Regions from separate parts of the Sus scrofa genome. Here region 1 is linked to region 2. A link is a contact called in public Hi-C data. All regions are on one chromosome and are shown on one strand. Each heading gives the region's core, a stretch centred on a gene start, on an enhancer-like site or on the middle of the called end of the contact. The rest is flanking DNA. Distances are from core to core; before and after follow the strand shown. Region 1 holds the start of MEX3A (RNA-binding protein MEX3A). Region 2 overlaps PMF1 (polyamine modulated factor 1).

What was found. Hi-C and Micro-C count contacts between places; a contact is called where the count stands out from the background.
Region 1: a contact with region 2 is called in a Hi-C map of subcutaneous adipose tissue, with 3 times the contacts expected there. The contact joins the promoter of MEX3A here to the enhancer-like site in region 2. A contact is called at or near these places in 25 of 47 Hi-C or Micro-C datasets (adipose tissue, alveolar macrophages, blood and 13 more) and 2 of 2 datasets of contacts at active chromatin or transcription factors (alveolar macrophages and skeletal muscle).

The regions. Positions count from the first base shown.
Region 1 is chr4:93,946,654-93,953,495 of Sscrofa11.1, reverse strand. MEX3A (RNA-binding protein MEX3A) reads right to left here and starts at 3,620. Exons shown (of 2, transcript XM_021089689.1): 1 at 2,695-3,620. The coding sequence starts at 3,148.
Region 2 is chr4:93,817,093-93,824,412 of Sscrofa11.1, reverse strand. All of the region lies in intron 1 of PMF1 (polyamine modulated factor 1), which reads left to right. Among named protein-coding and RNA genes, the nearest start is that of BGLAP, 12 kb to the right of the region's middle. Within about 2 kb of position 1,257, at least 8 of the 83 cell types and tissues checked have an H3K27ac peak or open chromatin away from gene starts, as enhancers often do. A contact at or near this core is called in adipose tissue, alveolar macrophages and subcutaneous adipose tissue, where this site is marked.

The DNA.
Region 1 (6,842 bases), core at 2,371-4,870, 130 kb before region 2:
TGAGGGAGGGTGGGATGGCCACACTGCAGTCTAAAGGTGGCAGACCTTGACAGCTGACTGGACAAATCTCTCCTCCTTCTCTGCTTCCCTCTCCCTGCCCCTGGCTTCACACAGAACCTCAGAGACTCAGTGGCTTCCTCGAAGCACACATGCTACATGTGTGTGAATTTGCACATACACACACATGGACCTACGAGGAGCCATGATGCAGTGGTGTGCCTTTATCTAATGATACTTGGGGTGCAAGCCTAACATACACTTTCACACACTCTTGTCTCTCATACACACGGACTCCCTGTGTTTCAACCTTTCATCCACCCAACTCTTCCATCCCCCTGCCCCCCCATGGCACATTCCTATACACGCCCACCCACAACTTTTGCCCCCATTCACATATAGACTCGTTCATACCCTTCTCCAGATACACGCTCGCCATTCCCTTTCTCACACCCCTGCGACACTACCTGTCCCCCCAAACCAACGCCAGCGGTCCTAGTTTTCTGACTCTGCCCCAACCCTCCAACCACAGGCCTGAGGTGAGCTTAATTGTTCCCCCCTCCTTTCTCCACTCCAGATGGCCTCTTCTCCAACCCTATTAAACTGGTGTGTGGCTGGAGGATGGGTTGGGGGCAGCTCTCCTCACCTTCAAGAGACCTCAGGAAGGAGGATTTGCTCCTCCCTTTTTGTCTTCAGACCTCTTGGCAGTTGAGAAGTCCTACCTGTTGTCAAGCCCGCATCCTTGCTGATTTAAGGTCAGTCAGTGACTGTCCTGCTTGGGAGGTGTGGAGGGTTAAGGAACGTGAAGTCCCTTCTCCTACAACTTCTATCCGCATGGTATCTGATAGGCACCTGGGTTCGGGCTCTAAGTTTTGGGTCCATAAACTTACATGAGATCTAGGTGTCTTTGGGGACTGGAGTTGGGGTGAGGAGGACGGGCCAGGCATAAGAGGAAGGAGAAAAGCTAGAAGCCTGGAGGTGCAGAAGTGGTGGACCTTGTCCTGGGTTCCACAACCTTGAAGGAGCATCTCTTGAAGGGAAGACCCATTGGCTTTCACCTTCCTAGAGGTCAAATAGAGGAGCACTGACACTGCAGCAGGAGGAGGGAGGTCAGACAAGAGAAAGGACTTCCAATTACTTAAGGAATGAGGGGGGAGGCTTATCTTCTCTGAAGAGGAGAGATTCCCCTACTTTTATGAGAGGCAGGCCCATCTGATGCGGAGGCAGAAGAGGAAAGAATGACTCCATGAAATTCCGGGGCCTCCCAAGACCACCCCCGCACCGAGAAAAGATATCAGTGTCCCCACCCAATTCCATGGCTCTGGGTCCCTAGTTTCTGGTAACAAGAGGAAATCCAACTTTTAAAACCAGAAACCTCAAGAGATGGAGTGCCCCAGGGGGATGAGGGCTGTGCCGGGGAGTGGCATCTTCCCCTCCTCCATTCAGGATCTCCCCGCAAAATCCCCCCAACCCCCCATACTCCGGGTGGACGAGGTGGGATATGGAGTAGGGGCCCCCCTGGCTAGCCTCCCCTCTTCCCCTGCCAGGAGCTGGCCTCCTCCCTCACTCCCAGCCGGAATGCAGCTCCTCTATTGTTCCCCACTGTGGGACAGCTCCTCCCCTGCTCCTCCCCCACCCCACACCTCCCCAGCCCAGCCCCCTAGCAATTTCCAAATCCCGCCCCCCCACCCCCCTTTGGGAAACCAGGAGAGGGAAGGGTCCCCACGATCCCCGTCTGCTCAGTCTGGACCCTCACCAACACTCCCACCCCCACCCGCCCAGGGATGCTGGAATGGAGGAGGGTGTGGTATCAGACATACTACACTGGATTAATTCTACACCCACCACCACCACCACCACCCCAACAACACACCCAGACACATGCCCTCCACCAAATCTCCGGCTGAAGGTTTCTTATCCCCTGGGATGCCCCATCCCGCCCAGTCCTACTCTCTCACTACCAGAGACCCCTCTTCAGGCCTCTGGCCCCTCGCTGTGGCCAGCCCAGAACAAAAGCCTGAGAGGGAGGAGGAGAGGTCCACACCAGGACGTGGCACTTCGTTGCAAGCACCCCTTCCGAAACCCCACAGACCATTCAACTTTGGTGTGTGGGTGACCACAGGACTCCCTCCTCCCAGCAGTCCCCCTTCCCCACCTCACCCCCAGGCTGGGACCCTCCCATGAGCCACACCCCCTTCCATTCCTACACTCAGCCCAACAAAGAGACAGATACTCAGTCTGGCTTCCCGGGCCAGGTCTCCCCCAAAGTCTGTAACTCCAGGCGGCTGGGGGTCCCAGGGGTGCCCCCTCCCCAACCCACTAGCAGATGCCGGAGTAGGGGCCTCGGAGTAACTCTTTGCACATTCTGCCAGTTTTTCCGGCTAGGAGTGGACACCCCCTCCGGACAGCCTCCCCGGATTGGAAGACCAATCCCCCTCCCTTTTCCCTCTCTCCACCGGAGGATATTTCTTTGTCTAAGGGCACAGCCCTGAGGGGAGGAAGGATCTGGAGAACAGTCCCAACTGGGGGGTAGCCGGGAACTTTGTGGCACTTGGAAATCAGGGTAGGGGGCGGGTCCCCCTTTGTGGGGAAGAGACCAAGCCAGAGGCGGGCAAGGAGGGAGGAAATGAACTTTCCGTGCTAGGGATGGGGTGCCCCCCACTCCAGTCTCTCTCCACGGTCCCGGCGCCCGCTTACCTTGCCTGCCCACGATCTCGGCCACGTGCTCGGAGGTGGGCACGGGTACACACTCGGTGGTGTTGCTGCTGCCCTTCAGGCGCAGCTCGGCCTCTTTGTAGAGAGCGCAGAGCTTGGCGTCGCTGGCCCCTTTGGGGGCGGTGGGGGGCTGGGGCGTCTGCGCCGCGGGGGCCGCTGTCGGGGCGGCCGGGGGCGCCGCGGGCGGCGGCGGCTGGGCCGGCTGCGGGGGGGCGGCCGGCTGCGCGGGGGCGCCGCCCCCCCCACCTCCCCCGTCCTCGCCCGCCGTGGGGGCGGGGGGCTCCCCCAAACCCAGGAGGCAGAGTTGATCGAGAGCCAGCTGAAGGGCGCGCTCGTCTTCCAGCAGCCCTCGGTCCTTAGCGCTTCCCCCGAAACATCCTAGTTCTCCAAAGCCCCCATTTCTTTCCATTATTCCAGATACCACTAGACTAGGCATGGCGAAACAAAAGCTGGGGGAGAGAGAGAGAGGGAGAGAGAGAGAGGTGGTGGAAGGGAAAAGAGGAGAGAGGAGGGGAGGGGAGAGGAGAGGAGGGGGGTGTGTGGGGAGGGGGAACAAAGAACTGGGGAGGGGGGAAGAAAGCGAGATAGAAAGATAGACCCTCCCCCTAAGCCCCCCTCCCCAAACACCCTGTAACCCGACTCCCCTCGCCCCAGCCCCCGGGGTGGGGGTGGGGGGAAAGAGAAGCAAAACCAAGAAAGCAGATCTCCTCTCTTCTCCGGGGGTGACGGGGGGCGGGGGGCTGCGGGATCTCTGCCCCCACCCCTCCCGCCTCAGGCCCGGGAGTCTCTAGACCCCGCCGTCCAGACGCCCCCCTTAGGCTCCCGCACCGAGCCCCAGTCCAGGAGCGGCGCTCAGTGGCCCCCAATAGAGCCCAGCCCCTTCCAGCGCTCAAACTCTTTTGTTTTAAATGAACTGGATGGAGCAGCATGGAACTGACGGGAGGGGGGCGCGCCGGGGGCGCCCGGGGCATGCCGGGAGTTGTAGTTTCCCGCCCTTGGGGGCGAGGGGACGAATTCCCTGACCCGAGGAGGATAGGGATGTGCCTTCGGTCTTTACCCGCGGCTCAGAGGCGAAGCTGAGGGTGGGATGGAAGTCGAGGTCCCTCATTTTTCCGAGGGGCGGGCACCGGGAGAGGAGTCAGTGTACAGAAACGGTTCGGGTCGAAAAAAGGCTAATGGAGTGTGTCCCCCCTCCCAAGACGGGCTCCTTCCCGATCCGGGCCAGTCTCAGGTCCTTCTTTCTTATGATAATGAGGGGGGGCGAGAGGGCGGGGAGCGGTCCCGGCTGGGTCACTGCGGCTTTCTCTCGCTCTCTCGCTCTCTCCCCTCTTCCCCCTCCCTGTCGCGCTCCCTCTCAGCTCTCCGCTCCCCCCTCCCGCTCTCCCAGAGTATATCCCGGCTCCCGGCCGCGGGGAGAGGTTCTCCGCAGAGCAGACAAAGCCCGCAGCCGCGATGCGGGGAGAGCTTGGTCCTGCGCGCTCTGGGAGCCGGGATGGGGTGCCGGGTTGGAGGGTGGGACCCCCTGGCAAAAGACGGGGTCCCCTCATCCCCAAGCGGCAAGCCATCCTCCCTCATCCCCTCCTGCCCCCCAGTCTCGGAGATCTGAGAGGCACCGACTGGGAGGTGAGTTAGTTCACTTCCTTCTGATCTGTAGAGGGAACCGGGAGGGCTCTGGAGTGTTGAGGTGAGGAGGACGAAGGGGTGGAAAGAGAGGAGAGAAGTAGGGGACCGAGAATGGGGAAGCAAGGGAAGTCTGAAAGACGTGATGTGACTTAACAGTTTAGGGAGAGCCGGGAGCTTTGGGTGCGACAGGAGGAGGAAAGAGAGACCCGATGGAATGGAGACCCGGGCTTCCTCAGACCTGGGCCGTGCATACAGCTTGGGGGCGATCTGTTCTTTAGCCTTAACCGTCATTCTGCTTTGCCTCACCCATCTTTCTCCCATTGAATAATACCTTGTGACTCTGGAAATTTGGTGAAAGTAAAAAATCAGTATTTAAGGCACGAATTGGACAGCTGGGGACTTTTAGGGGAGCTTGTGGAAGTTGGAGTGTAAAGCAATCTTTTCTTCTCCCCTCACCCCATAGCTTTGGCATTTCTTTTGTCACTCTCTTTATGCCTGGGTCTTTCCCAGTAGGAGAAAGGATGGCACTGCAACTTGAGGGCTTGAGATCAGACTTTTAAGAACTTCCCAAAAGAATTTTATAAGAATGTGTGGGTGAGCAGCCATGGAAGGGTGCCCTTTCCTGGAGTGCCTTTGAACCCAAAAATCCGAACTAGTTTGTGAGGTAAAGTCCTCTTTGGAGGCAGAGGAACAGAGGAGATGACCTCACAGACCAGGCACTGTGAGGCCATGAGGGCTGAGCTGCTGCAAAGCCCAGTTCCCTAAACTGATTCTCACAAAGAGTAAATCTGCACACCAGTGGAAGGGCGGGAGCCAGGGTGAAGGATCTCAGAAGCGGGTGGGTGTTGGCACACTCTGGGGGGGCTCTCGATTCTCTTTGCCCAGCAGGAGATCCAGGGCAGGGGAGCCATGACTGAGAAAGCCTGGAAGGCTCGGGGTTTGGGGAGGGGTATCTTCTGGCTCAAGGATTTAACTTAACCTTGTGGGATTGGGCGCTCCCGACTCTAAGCAAGAGTGGGAGAGGAAGAATTGGAGAGACAAGGCCCTATGGGAGTGGGCTGTTCCCCTCTCCTTCTGCCCCAGGAACCTGATTGGGGTAACTGTGTACTGGGAGCCAGGGGGCTCCTACTCTGGAGAAAGAGTCCTACTCTGTGGACCAGGTGACTGTTTTTCACATGAATAGAAATAGCAAACAGTTGCGTGGGATTGTGTGCCAGGCATTTTTGTCACCAGCTGGTCTGAGCCTGTCCCCACCGAAATGAGATTCCCCCCAGACACCCACCTCTGAATTTGCCCTGCTTCCACTTTCCTCCCCACTAAGCTAATTAAAGCAGGAGGTTAATGACCAAAGAAACCTTGGGGATTTGGCCAGGGAGGAAAACAAAAGACAGAAACAAGTGTGCTCGAGTGGGGAGGGGACAGCTGCCCAATGGGAAGGGGTAGACTAAGAGGTGGGATAGAGGAAGGGGCAGTCCCTGGTGGATGCCCCTCACTGATCCAACAAGGATGCATCCACCCCCTGGGAGTGTTTATGCATCATGGGCCCTGTCCACCCTCAGGGTCCCACTGATTCCAAGTATCCAAGGTGAGAGAGGCAAAGGTGAACATGGCACCTGCGGGGCAGGATGTACCTGTGAGTGCACTTAGGTCTGGGGCATAGGTGTGTATACAGAGGCGTGTGCCTGCAGATGGTGTGAGGTGTGTACCCTCACAGCAGGGCCTGCCAGAGCTGCGGGGTGGGCACCTTGAGCAGTCAGGTTCTTGAGAAAGGATTGGTTTTTTTTTTTTTTTTTTTTTTGCTTTTTAGGGCCACACCTGAGGCATATGGAAGTTCCAGGCTAGGGGCTGAACTGGAGCTACAGCTGCTGGCCTACACCGTAGCCACAACATTGCCACGTCTGAGCAGCATCTGTGACCTACACCACAGCTCATGGCAACACCCGATCCTTAACCCATGAGCAAGTCCAGGGATCGAACCCGCGTCCTCATGGATACTAGTTGGGTTCGTTACTGCTGAGCCACAATAGGAACTCCCTTGGGAAGGGTTTTGATGAGTCCTTCTCTCACTCCCAGAGGCTGCTGGCCTCCTTTGTTTGGGAGACTCCCCTCTTCCACTGACACTTGTGTTGGCCAAGCTAGGTTTCTGTCCAGGGGTCCTCCTTTTCCTGGCTCCCCTTGTCTGCCCAATCTTGAATAATGACCATTAGGGCCGATGGCCTCACTTGTAAGCAATTTTGCTTGGAAATAGATAGCTGTGCCCACCCTACCCCACCCCTCACTCTCTGCCCATCACCAGAAATGTGTGTAGCTGACCTGTCTCTCCTTTTCAGGACTTAGAGGAGAGGACCAGGGGGTCTCATTTTTGTCAATGTCCCCCACCCTTCTCTCCCTGTGGTCAGGACACCACCCTGCCCCCGAGCAGAAGCTCAATAAGGGTGTGGTGAGCATAACTGTGTGTTCCAAGCTTCATGGTGTAAGAGGAAGGAGCTGGCCTCCGGAGCCAAACA
Region 2 (7,320 bases), core at 8-2,507:
CTTTTTAGGGCCACACCCACGGCATATGGAGGTTCCCAGCCCAGGGGTCTAATCGGAGCTGTAGCTACTGGCGTACACCACAGCCCCAGAATTGTCAGATCAGAGCCTTGTCGGTTTCCTACACTGCAGCTCATGGCAACTCTGGTTCTTTAACCCACTGATCGAGGTCGGGGATTGAACCTGCATCCTCATGGATGCTAGAGAGATTTGTTTCTGCTGAGCCAGGACGGGAACTCCCTTCCACATATTTGATTAGGATTTTTTTTTTTATTGTTGAGTTGTATGAGCTGTTTGTATATTTTGGAAATTAAGCCCTTGTCAATCACATCATTTGCAAATATATTTTCCCATTCTGTAAGTTGTATTTTTGTTTTGTTTATGGTTTCCTTTGCAGTGTAAAAACTTACATGTTTGGTTAGGTCCATTTGTTTATTTTTGCTTTTGTTTCTGTTGCCTCGGGAGACCTAAGAAAACATTGCTTCAATTTATATAAAACAATGTTTTGCCTATATTCTCTTTTAGGAGTTTTATGGTGTAATATCTTATATTTAAGGCTTTAAGCCATTTTGAGTTTATTTTTGTGCGTGGTGTGAGGGAGTGTTCTTACTTCATTGATTTATGTGAGGCTCACTGATCTCTTCTTTTCTTTTTTTTTTTTTTTTTTTTGGTCTTTTATCTATTTAGGGCTACACCGGAGGTGTATGGAGGTTCCCAGGCTAGGGGTTGAATCGGAGCTGTAGCTGCCAGCCTATGCCACAGCCACAGCAACACTGGATCCAAGCCGCATCTTCGACCTACACCACAGCTCACAGCAACGCCAGATCCTTAACCCACTGAACAAAGCCAGGGATCAAATCCGCATCCTTATGGAAACTAGTTGGGTTTGTTAACCATTGAACCATGGCGGGAACTCCCTGGCCTCTTATTTTCATCAAGGCACACTTCTGATTGTTTTTTCCCCTTTCCCTTTCTGTCCTGGGGCTGCCCAGGATATACAGAACCGAGAAGGCAAGGATGGGGAAAGACCAGAGGAACATTTCTACTTTGTTTTTCTTTCTCCATCTTCTTCTTCTTCTTTTTTTTTTAATAGAAACATTTCTTAATGAAATAGGGCAGATGGTGGGGGGGTGGAGGCATAAGTTTGTCACAGTGTTCCCCATTTTCTCTCTCCAGTTTCTATTTTTCTTGGTCTCTGTCTTCTTTGCCCTCCATTCCTATACTGGGCTGAAATGCCAGTTGCCACCCGCCCTCTGGTGGACAGTCTGTGAAACAGGAGTTCAGTTGAGTAGCAAGCCAGTTACCATGGAGGAAGGCCAGGGCTTCCTTAGCACTAGGACACATGTTTACTTTTCTGTACCTCTGTCTTTCCATTCCTATAGAATTTATCTGGGTATAAAACTGAAAGATTGACAAAACACCAGAGCTTGATTCTGGGCTTAAATATTTTAAATGATAAGTCAATTTACGGTAGTGTGTTTTTTTTTATTAAACTATAGTTGATTTACAGTGTTGTACCAATTTCTGCTATACAGCAAAGTGACAGTCATATACATAATTATATTCACTGTATCACTATAAACTGATAGTCAAATATACATAATTATATTATCTTCATTATACCACTATAAAGTGATAGTCATATATATATGTGCATACATATATATAATTATATATATATAATTATCTAATTATCTTCACTACACCACTATAAAGTGATAGTCATATATATATACACACACACACACACACACATATATACATATATATATGATTATATTATCTTCTATCATGGTCTCTCCCAAGAGATTGGATTTAGTTCCCTGTGCTATACATCATTTGCAAAATATTTTCTCCCAGTGGGAAAATTTTAAAAATATATATATTTTCTCCCATTTCATAGATTGTCTTTTCATTTTGTTTATGGTTTCCTTTGCTGTGCAATAGCTTGTAAGTTTGATTAGGTCCCTTTTTTTTTAATTTCTATTGCCTTGGGAGACTGACCTAATAAAATATTTATGTCAGAATATTTTTCCTATGTTCTCCTTTAGGAGTTTTATGATGTCTTATCTTATGTTTAAGTCGTTAAGCCATTTTGAGTTTATTTTTGTGCATGGTGTGAGGGTATGTCCTAGTTTCATTGATTTACATGCAGCTGTCCAGTTTTCCCAGCACCCCTTGCTGAAAAGACTGTCTTTTTCCCATTTTATATTCTTGCCTCCTTTGTCAAAAATTAATTGATCATAGGTGTCTGGGTTTATTTCTGGGATCTCTGTTCTGTTCCATTGATTGGTGTGTCTGTTTTTTTACCACTACCACACTGTCTTGATTACTATAGCTTCGTGATGTTGTCTGAAGTCTGGGAGAATTATGACTCCTGCTTTGTTTTTTTCTCTCAGGATTTCTTTGGCAGTTCTGGGTCTTTTATGGTTCCTTATATGTTTTTGGATTATTTGTATGAGTTTTTTTGCACAGTAATTGAAATGCTTTTGCAATGAGTTTAAAAACAGTGATAGTGACTCAGATATTACACAATAAGGGTTTCAAAGAAAAAATAGATTAAAATCAGTTAATGTAGTCATTTCTGTTTTGAAACTCAGTAAATGTAGTCTTTATTTTATTTTATTTTTGCTTTTTAGGGCCGTACCCGTGGCATATGGAGGTTCCCAGGCTAGGGGTTGAATCAGAGCTATACCTGCTGGCCTACACCACAGCCACAGCAATGCAGGATCCTGGCTGTGTCTGCAACTCAGTAAATGTCCTCTTTAAAAGTTACTTTCATTGATAACAAAAGTAACCCTTTTTGTAGGGCCACAATGTAGGCTTTTCTTTGGGCTAAATTACATTACAGCGGAGGGCAATGGGTTCTTTCCATACATACAGGTGCAACCAAGATGTATTTATTAAGCACTTACCTTCTGCAGGGGAGCCCTCTCAACTCTAGGAAGCCAAGTTACTGACTGTTCTATGCTTCTCAGGGGTGGTGAGAACTTTTCTTTAGAGAAAGTAATAATAACTGTAGCTAACTTGGAGCATCTCCATGTGCTATGCTATGGGCCACACACTATACTAGGTATTTTGTATGCAAAACCTCATTTAATCCTCACAGTAATTTTGTGACTTGTAGATAGTTTGTTTTGTTTTGTTTTATGTTTTATTGAAGTACAGTCGATTTAGGAGATTGTGATAATTTCTGCTGTACCACAAAGTGATTCTGCTATACATGTACACACATTCATTCTCTTTCAGATTGTTTTCCCACATAGATTATCACAGAATATTGGGTAGAGTTCTCTGTGCTGTACAGCAGCTCCCCACTGGCCAGTCATTCCATATACCTCAGTCTGCATGTACAATCCTAAATCCCTAGTCCATCCCACCCCACCACATGTCCCCTTTGGTAACTGTAAGTTTTTCAAAGTCTGTGAGTCTGTTTCTGCTCTGCACATAAGTTCACTTGGAGTTCCCTTGGTGGCTCAGTGGTTAAGGTATCCGACTAGGATCCATGAGGATGCAGGTTCCATCTCTGGCCTCACTCAGTGGGTTAAGGAACCGGTGTTGCCGTGAGCTGTGGTGTAGGTCACAGACGCAACTCAGATCCAGCATTGCTGTGGCTGTGTCATAGGCCAGCAGCTGTAGCTCAGATTCGACTCCTAGCCTGAAAATTTCCATATGCCGAAGGTACACCCCTAAAAAGTTCATTTGTATCCTTTCCTAACCTGCCAGGGATCAGATCTGAGCCACTGTTGGGATCTCTGCTGCGACTGCAGCAATGCCAGATACTGTGCTGTGCTGGGCTGGGGATCAAATCTATGTCTCAGTGCTCCAGAGATTCTGCTGCCATTGTGCCACAACAGGAACTAATTTTGTGACTTACAGTTATTATCTCCATTTGACAGAGGTGGAAACAGGCTTATATAGATGAGGAGGTTGTCCAAGATCACTCAGCTGATGAGTGGTAGAGGTAGGATTTGAACCCAGGCAAAAGGACAGCACTCTTTAGAGCCAGTGCACTTACCCAGCACAGTTGGGTGGCCCCTTGTGTACCCTTGGAAGGCCAAGGGCAGAGATCATTACAGCAGAGGGCAAAGGGGGACTTGGCAGAGAGGCTGTTGGAGACTCTTTGCAGGGAGGACTCCTCTGTCCAAGTAGCCCAGGCCTGGTACCCTCGGGTCCAGGTGGCTGGGAGTGGGACAGGCCTAGGGCCAGGCAGCCCAAGCCTCACTTCATCCCTGGTCACCTGGTCTGCAGCATGTCTTGAGTGCTGCTGCTGTATATCTAACACTGTCCTGGGTACCCTGGAGATCCCAGTGAAGTAGCAGATGGCGTGCCTATCCACAGAGATGCTAGCGTTTACATGAGAAGATAAAATGTGAGATTTGGTGGGTGTGGCCATGAATGTTTTCTAAAATGCATCACTTTTCCTGTTTCTCTGGGAGTGTTTTTTTGTTTCTGTTTTTGTTTTTTCCGGAAATTCACAAGGGCATTCACGTCATTCCCAAGTCTGCACTGGCTCTCAAGAAAGGAAACACTGGGGTTAGGGGGAGAGGGAATTGCATGAAGGTGGTCAGAAGATACAAACTTCCAATTATAAGATGAATAGAACAAGGGATGTAGCGTCCAACATGATGACTACAGTTAACACTGCCGTGTGATGTATTTGAAAGCTGTTAACAAAGTAGATCCTGGGGTTCCTGTTGTGGCTCAGCGGAAACGAATCCGACTAGTATCCACGAAGTTGCTGGTTCGATCCCTGGCCCCGCTCAGTGGGTTAAGGATCTGGTGCTGCCATGAGCTGTAGTGTAGGTTGCAGACACAGCTCAGATCCCATGTTGCTATGGCTGTGGCATAGGCGGGCAGCTGCAGTTCCTATTTACCCCTAACCTGGGAACTTCCATATGCCCAGGTGCGGCTATTAAAAAAAAAAAGAACGAAAGAAAGAAGATCCTATGAGTTTTCATAACAAGGAAAAGCCTTTTTTTTTCTTCTTCTTCCCTTTTTTAAAGGCCACACCCACAGCATGTGGAGGTTCCAGGCTAGGGGTCCAGTCAGAGCTACAGCTGCTGGCCTATGCCACAGGCACGGCAATGCCAGATCCGAGCCACGTCTTCAACCTACACTACAACACAGCTCATGGCAACACCAGATCCTTAAACCACTGAGCAAGGCCAGGAATTGAACCCAAAACTTCATGGTTCCTAGTTGGATTCGTTTCCATTGCACCATGACAGGAACTCCTCTTTCTTTTTTTGGTCTTTTTGTCTTTTTAGGGCTGTATCCGCAGCATATGGAGGTTCCCAGGCTAGGGGTCTAATCGGAGCAGCAGCTGTCGGCCTACGCCACAGCCACAGCCACAGCAATGTGGGATCCAAGCCAAGTCTGCACCCTGCACCACAGCTCACGGCAACACTGGATCCTTAACCCACTGAGCAAGGCCAGGGATTGAACCCGCAACTTCATGGTTCCTAGTCAGATTCATTTCTGCTGCACCATGATGGGAACTTCTCCTTTTTCTTTCTTTTAAAGAATTTTAAAAATATATTTAGAATGAAAGTGGGTTTATTGAGAGAGATACATTTCCATAGGCTGAAAGTGAGAGTGGCCCTGGCAGATACACACTCCTTAGAGTGAAAGGCGGGAAGCCTCCTTTGTTTGTTTGTTTCTTTGTTTCTTTCTTTTTGTTTCTGTATGAGGTGATGGATGTTAACCAAACTTATTGTTAAAATAATTTACCAATATATGTAAGTCAAATCATTATGCTGTATACCTTAAACTTATAGGGTGCTATATGTCAATTATATCTCAATGGAACCAGTAGGAAAAAAAAACAAAAAATAGATTTCCCTTGTGGCACAGTGAGTTAAGGATCCAGTTGTCACTGCTGTGGCTGGGGTCGCTGCTGTGGTGTAGGTTCGTTCTCTGACCCAGGAACTTCCACATGCCACGGGTGCACCTCCCCACCCCCCCAAAAGAAGGAAGCTCACTTTCCTACTTTCCACCTGGCTACTCTCCCTCCATGCTCTTGCAGCATACATTCCTCATATATTCCTGGTGTTTGTATCAATGTGCATGTTTCTGGGCTTCTCTTTCACTGATCTCTCATGCCCTGAAGGGGACACCAGAGGAGTTGGTGAGCAGCACCAGTGGGCAGGATTATCCCCACCCAGCCCTGGGCTGTGTCTGCTGCCAGCTGCCTGAACAGCAGAGAGATGCGCCCAGCTCTCTGCCTGGCGAGTGAGCTGGGTGGAGGAATCGGGATCCCCTATGTCTGAGGCAAACCCATTCCAAGCCACAATTACCCGGTTTCAATTCCAGTCCTGCTTGCTCAGGCGTCATGTGTTCCTCCACATCCCTCCATGTAGCCACAGACTGCGTGGCTCGTGGGGCCAGCGGCAAACAGCAAAATGTCTTGGAATCTGTTGAGGGTTGAGAGGACGCCTGTCATCTTGGGTTTTTGGTACCAAGGTTTAGCCCCCAAGGTGTAGTGATGTCAAATGTGTATGCTTGAAAAGATGGGAGACTCTTAGCCTTACACAGAGGAGTGTTGGAGGTGTGTACAGCCAGCGCTCCAGAAATAAAGCCCTGGCGTGCAGGTTTGCCAGTTTCCGAGGGGTAAATACTCCTTGGCTGCCCGGCACAGCATCACCACCTCCAACTGAGAGGAGATGGGGCACCAGCACACTTTTATTCCCACAGATTGAGACCATGGATACAAGTAACAGGGGCAGAGTAACATGTGTAGAATGATTAGGAAGTCATATGTTTTGAGTAGTTAGTAACTTTGTTTTTCAACTTATTGTGACTTTATATAATTTCACTTTCAACAATGTCTATGTTTAACAACTGATTCACAGATGTCCCGAAAATTTAACAGTAATCTCTTGCAAGCTAGTGGGGAGATTAAGGCAGAGGTGATAGGGCTCTCATTCTGCACCTGTTTCAAGAGACATTGTTTTAGGAGTTCCCGTCGTGTGGTGGTTAACGAATCCGACTAGGAACCATGAGGTTGTGGGTTCGATCCCTGGCCTTGCTCAGTGGGTTAAGGATCTGGCGTTGCCGTAAGCTGGGAACGTACATATGCCGCTGGAGCAGCCCTGGAAAAGGCAAAAAGACAAAAAAAAAAAGAGAGAGAGAGACATTGTTTTAGGGGTAGGGATAGTATCAGGAGGCTCAGAGAGCTATGAGAAAGGGAGGCCCCGAAGTGACTCCCTGGCTGTGGTGGGGGCTGTGCTCTGGGTTCCACGTACCTAACCCTGTTCATCCAGGCCCCACCCCCACCCCGAGTCTGACCCACACGCCTGAGGAGTATCTGGGATGACAGGG